Linked DNA regions of Sus scrofa: region 1 is linked to region 2. A link is a contact called in public Hi-C data. All regions are on one chromosome and are shown on one strand. Each heading gives the region's core, a stretch centred on a gene start, on an enhancer-like site or on the middle of the called end of the contact. The rest is flanking DNA. Distances are from core to core; before and after follow the strand shown.

Region 1 (2,700 bases), core at 154-2,653, 120 kb before region 2:
TTATTGCATGGTTTGGAATGAGGTGGACTGAAACTATTAACTCAGTACCGCCCTTTCTCACTGCTTCCAGAGCCATCCTTAGGCCACCCAGTGGCATCCTTGCCATTGTTTTGTTAGATTTCTCTCTCTCTTTCTTTTTTTTCTTTTGCCATGCCTGCAGCATGTGGAAGTTCCTAGGCCAAGGACTGAACCTACACCACAGCAGTGAGCCAAGCTGCTGTAGTGACAGTACTGGATCCTTAACGAACTGTGCCGCAGGGGAACTCATCTCTTTATGTCAATTCCTATAACCCTTTAAAATGAGTAGAATTAGTGATCTAATGTGATAATTTATTATGTATCCTTATTAATTCATAGAAAGCAATGGATTCCTGGACATTTTGTAGCTTGGCTTACAAAAGCTTTGTGTTTTGATGGTGCCTTGGACAAATGTCCACTGCGCGGTTGGAAGGAGGCACATCTGCTTGAGCTCTTCTGAACTCTAAGCAATGAGTTTGATGTATTTATCCTTAGTTATGCTTATTATAGAATAATAAGAAAGTAGAATAAGTAGAAAGGTTAATGGCTCCCTACTTTGTCCATAGATATATAAACATGCCCCTGTGACTTCAGGATCCTTTGAAGAAAACATCTGTGTGTGCAGTTATCATTACGCATAATTGTAGAAACCTAGGGGTTGGGAAGCTATAATGTTCCTACCTAGATCACCTGGCTTCATTTCTGTTCCAGATGAAAACAGAGTTCCAGAGAGATGAAGCGACTTTTTTCCCAAGGCCAAGTAGGTCGTTGCTACCAGAGCCAAGATTAGAACCAGGTCCCCAGCTTTCCTGTTTATATGCTTTCTCCTACAATGCTGTCATCCTGTTTGTGCTCTTTCAACTGCTCATGTACAATCATAGACCTTGTAGGTTCATGTTGCAAACTGCTCCCTTAGAGATCATCTAACTCTTTCACTCTGCACACAAGGACAGGGAAGCCCAGTGACTTTTAAGCGAACTGTGTAGAATCACAGAGGTTATAAATGTTGGGATGGAAACTAGAGACCAGATCCTCTGATGCCCAACCCAGGGCTCTTTCACCCAACCCTTGCAACCTCATCGATGGGTGCACCTTGGAGAGGTTTTAACTCTGAACCTAGATGCCTGTGAACTCAGTCATATAGCCCTCCTTTCTTCTGAGTCACACTATTGAAGAAAAAATAGTCGTGATGAAACCTCTACCTCCAGTTCTCACTGTGATTCTGTTGGTCCATGGCATATCTTTGTCTTGTACAGACGGAGTGAGAGCAGTGAATGAGGTGTTCCTGATGGAGAATTCTGTGGTCCTTTCCCAGCTGTGTATGTGTCTTTGTGTTTTGTCCACTAGAGGGGTGTGTGTACTCACAGACTGAGTCCCTGCCCGGGCTCCTTAGGGTTGGATTAGAGTGGAGACACCTAGAGGTGGAGTGAAAGAAATGCAGGTCTGGGCCAGGCACCACGTGGGAGTAACTGGAGACCTCAGTGGAAGCTGTGCTACTTGGAATTAGCAAAGGAAATCAAAGTATCCCTAGAAAATAGATTGCCAGGGTCCCAGAAATTCTTTATAGGTTAATGCCATACCAACTGATACTCAAGGAGGTGGCCTGCAGTGATATTATCATCTACTGATGATACACTGAGAAGCTGAAAGTTTGGATGTTCCCGTTGCAATTTTATCCTCTGCTCTTAGCTGCGATGAGTACCGTTGGTGTAATATATGCATAATGTCATGCCAGTCCTGATCTATGGCCCCTGTTCCAAAGGACATAATGAAGGCTGCCTTAGGGAGAGAGAGAGAAGATCTTTGAATATCCATTTGCACACAGGCAGCCTCTTCACACCTGAAGTCTATGTGCTGAGGTCCTAGAAAGACCAACGGATTCTTTCATCTTTAGTTAAGATGGTAGACCACAGTGGATCGAGATGCAATCTCAAGAAAAAGATGAGATACCCACTTCTCCTGTAGAGGGTATAGGTGGAGTGACTCTGGAGAAGTGTTGTGTTATTGAAAATAGTCAGTGGCTAATGTTTTGGACCATCAGAATTGAAACAAGGAAAGAAAGAGGGAGGGAGAGGAAGAGAAGGAAGGAGGGACAAGTCTGGGAGCTAGAGAGTTAGTGGTAGGCGTGAAAAAAGGAAGAAAAAGAAAACTTTAGACTTCCTTCTTCTTCCCACAGACACAGTTGTGGAAAATATTATTTCAGGTCTTTGCCTGCCTTGCCTGAACAATTGCCCTGGGTGGCAGAGTTCATCTCAGGGCACTTCCAAGGACCTGGGCGTCCTTACCTCCATTCTTTCTCTCTGCTTAGAGAAAGTCTAGGAGGCCTGGGAAGATCTTGATAACATGCTACATCTGAGCAGATCAGTATCTTTCTTGCATCTATTTAAATAACACCTAGTGTCCCCAGAAGGTGTTTCTGTCACTTGAGGCTGGATGACCTCCTGGGGGTATTTACCTGATGAATGTTGGCTCTATTTTCCCCACTTTTTCATGCTCTGACCTGCCAACCTCATGGATTTCTTAATGGCCTGTCCTTCTGATGCTCAAGCAGTTGCCTCGAGGAGGTGGCCTGCAGTGATATTATCATCTACTGGTATGAAGCTCACATGGGGCTGTGTCTGATATGGGTATTTCCTGACATAGGCACTTGGCATTGTGCACTCCATTCACAATCTATGAGAA
Region 2 (2,700 bases), core at 121-2,620:
TTTTTCCACGCACCTCAGTCTCCTCATCGTAAAAGGGGCCGCAATATGATGGATTTAGATGTGATGTGAGGGTGGCGTGTGGAGAGTCCTTAGAACAGTTCACACATGTTACCTGTGTGCATATGTAATTAAGATAAGCTCAACCAGTCAGCGATAAGCTGCATCTGTGGTTACCTTGTACTTCCACCTTTAGAGAGATCATTAAACTTGTTCGTGGTGAGTTGGAGAACACAACCCTGTAATGATACTTGGCAGTAAGGACGCTTTGTTGTTATGAGCTGATCAAAAAGAAAGGTTTGCACAGTAAAAGGGGTCACTACCAATTAGATCAAGTACTTGATTAGAAAGAGCTACATTTTTATGAGGGAAATTCTTATTTTCCCCCAAAATGTTGAATCCTGCCAGTCAGGATCCTTTTTTCTTTTCCTTCCTTCTTTCTTTTCTTTTCTTTTCTCTTTTCTTCCTTCCTTTCCTATCCTTTCTTTCTTTCTTTTTCTTTCTTTTCTTCTCTTTCTTTCTTTTCTTTCTTCCATCCTTCCTTGCTTTCTTGCTTTATAGGGCCATACCTGCAGCATATGGAAACTCCCAGGCTGCAGGTAGAATTGCACCTGCCAGCCTACACCACAGCCACAGCAGGGTGGGATCCAAGCTGCATCTGTGACCTACACCACAGCTCATGGCAATGCTGGGTCCTTAACCCAATGAACAAGGCAAGGGATCGAACCTGCATCCTCATGGATACTAGTTGGGTATGCATTGTAACCCACTGAGCCACACGGGGAACTCCCCTTTTCCTGTCTTTCCATATCATGTGTTGTTATTATTTTATGGCCGTACTCACAGCATATAGATGTTCCTAGGCCAGAGACTGAATCCGTGCCACAGCAGCAGCAACACTGGATCCTTTAACCCAGTGCTCTGGGCTGGGGATTGAACCCCTGTGCCTCTGCAGCAACCTGAGCTGCTACAGTCAGATTCTTAACTCACTGCACCGTAGCGGGAACTCCCCATGTATTATTTTTTTAAAAGACATTCTTCAGACTTCTTTTTTGTGGGCCAGATTATTTGAATCCATTTGTTAATTTCCGTTGGGGCAGATGAGGCTTCAAAGAGCTCTGCCCTATTCAAGCTCTGATAGTCAAAATTGCCATTCTTTCTTTTCACATATTCATAGAATATGTGAATATCAGGGTCAAGTTCTCCTTTTAGGAAACAAAAACATCCTTTGTGTTGCATGGGAACCTCTGCCCTCCCATCATCATCCCTGAGTAATAGGAGGATGTCCATTGGTCCTCTCCAGTGAACCCCCCAAATGTGGAAGTCAGGACTGCCACTAACAGGACACAATGGAAAACCATCAGCTAACTCTGATTCATTATTCTGTAACCTTTGTATTGGCTCACCATTGTCATAGGAACCCTCCCAGTGAATATTCTACTAGTGAGGGCGTCAACTTCCTTCTCCTCCCGCGTGCTGCCTGGAGATTATATTTTGTCTTTCTGGTTAGGAATGGGGGTGTGTTTACTTGCCATCTGTCACACGGAGACTGTTGGCAGAAATGCTTGTTTAAAGAGGAGATGAATCAAGGTTTACTGGGTGTTAGCTTCGCACTTGATCTTCATCAGTCCGTCAATTAGTCATAACTATGTCTGTCACACCCTCACAGGTACAGTTGACACAAAATGAATTATTTCAAAATATATTCTATGTGATTTCTATATAGGATGTAGACATTATTCCCAAGGGGCATTGGTTTGGCAAGAAGGTTGGTTTAGCTAAGCTCCCTTTGCCTACTTTGTAGAGGCTTGGAATTTATTAAGGCTTGGATACTGATGATCATGTAGGTCAGGACTCAACATTTGTACAGGATTCACACTTACTAAGTTGTTTTATTCTTATTTGATCCATCTAGAGACTCTCTTATGCCTATATGATATTCTTTATAAGATATATGAGAAAACAAATACAACCAGAGCAACCTTTTTCTTTATATTTTAATGTTAGGTATATGTAAAGAAAATGGTATATAACACATAGAGGTTAAAGAATAGTTTTTCGTTGAACATCTTTTTGCTCCATCCTAACCCAACTCAATTCCTCTTCTTCTGATGCCATTTTTATCCTAACTTTTGTTAATTTATTTGCTTTCCTGTGGAGTTTTTTCATTTGTGTACTTAGGACTAGAATTGCTAGGTGAGGAGGTATGAACATCTTCAACTTTATTAGAAAACATCAAATGTTTTCCATAGTGACTGTACCAATTTGTACTCCTGCCAAGTGTATAAGAATTTCCATTCTCCACATCTTCACCAATGTTTTCGTCCAATGTTATTCTTGATTACTAACTGGACTGAACACTGTTCAATGTATATGTTACTTACATGTCCTCTTTTTAGAGTGCCTATTGACATTTTTTCCTGTTTTTCATTTTCTGTAGTTTTTAGGACCTATTCATATATATGTGTATTTTTAATCTTTATTTGTTTCAAGTATATTCTCCCACTCTGGCTAATCTTTTCTCTCTTGCTATGGCATATTTTGATGAGAAGTTCTCAATTTCAATATAGTCAAATGTATTAGATTTTTCTTTAATCATAGTGCTTTTTTGAATTTTAAATTCTTTCCTACCCCAAAGTTATAAAAATAGTATGCTATGTTATCCTATAAAATACTATAAAAGAGTTTTGTTTTTTACAATTT

The links. Hi-C and Micro-C count contacts between places; a contact is called where the count stands out from the background.
Region 1: a Hi-C map of alveolar macrophages shows a contact between it and region 2, with 2.1 times the contacts expected there. The contact joins two enhancer-like sites. A contact is called at or near these places in 8 of 47 Hi-C or Micro-C datasets (alveolar macrophages, embryonic fibroblasts, epiblast stem cells and 3 more) and 1 of 2 datasets of contacts at active chromatin or transcription factors (alveolar macrophages).

Annotation. Positions count from the first base shown.
Region 1 is chr1:137,077,819-137,080,518 of Sscrofa11.1, reverse strand. All of the region lies in intron 4 of FMN1 (formin-1), which reads left to right. Among named protein-coding and RNA genes, the nearest start is that of FMN1, 84 kb to the left of the region's middle. Within about 2 kb of position 1,403, at least 3 of the 83 cell types and tissues checked have an H3K27ac peak or open chromatin away from gene starts, as enhancers often do. A contact at or near this core is called in alveolar macrophages, where this site is marked.
Region 2 is chr1:136,961,816-136,964,515 of Sscrofa11.1, reverse strand. All of the region lies in intron 6 of FMN1 (formin-1), which reads left to right. Among named protein-coding and RNA genes, the nearest start is that of FMN1, 200 kb to the left of the region's middle. Within about 2 kb of position 1,370, at least 5 of the 83 cell types and tissues checked have an H3K27ac peak or open chromatin away from gene starts, as enhancers often do. A contact at or near this core is called in alveolar macrophages, where this site is marked.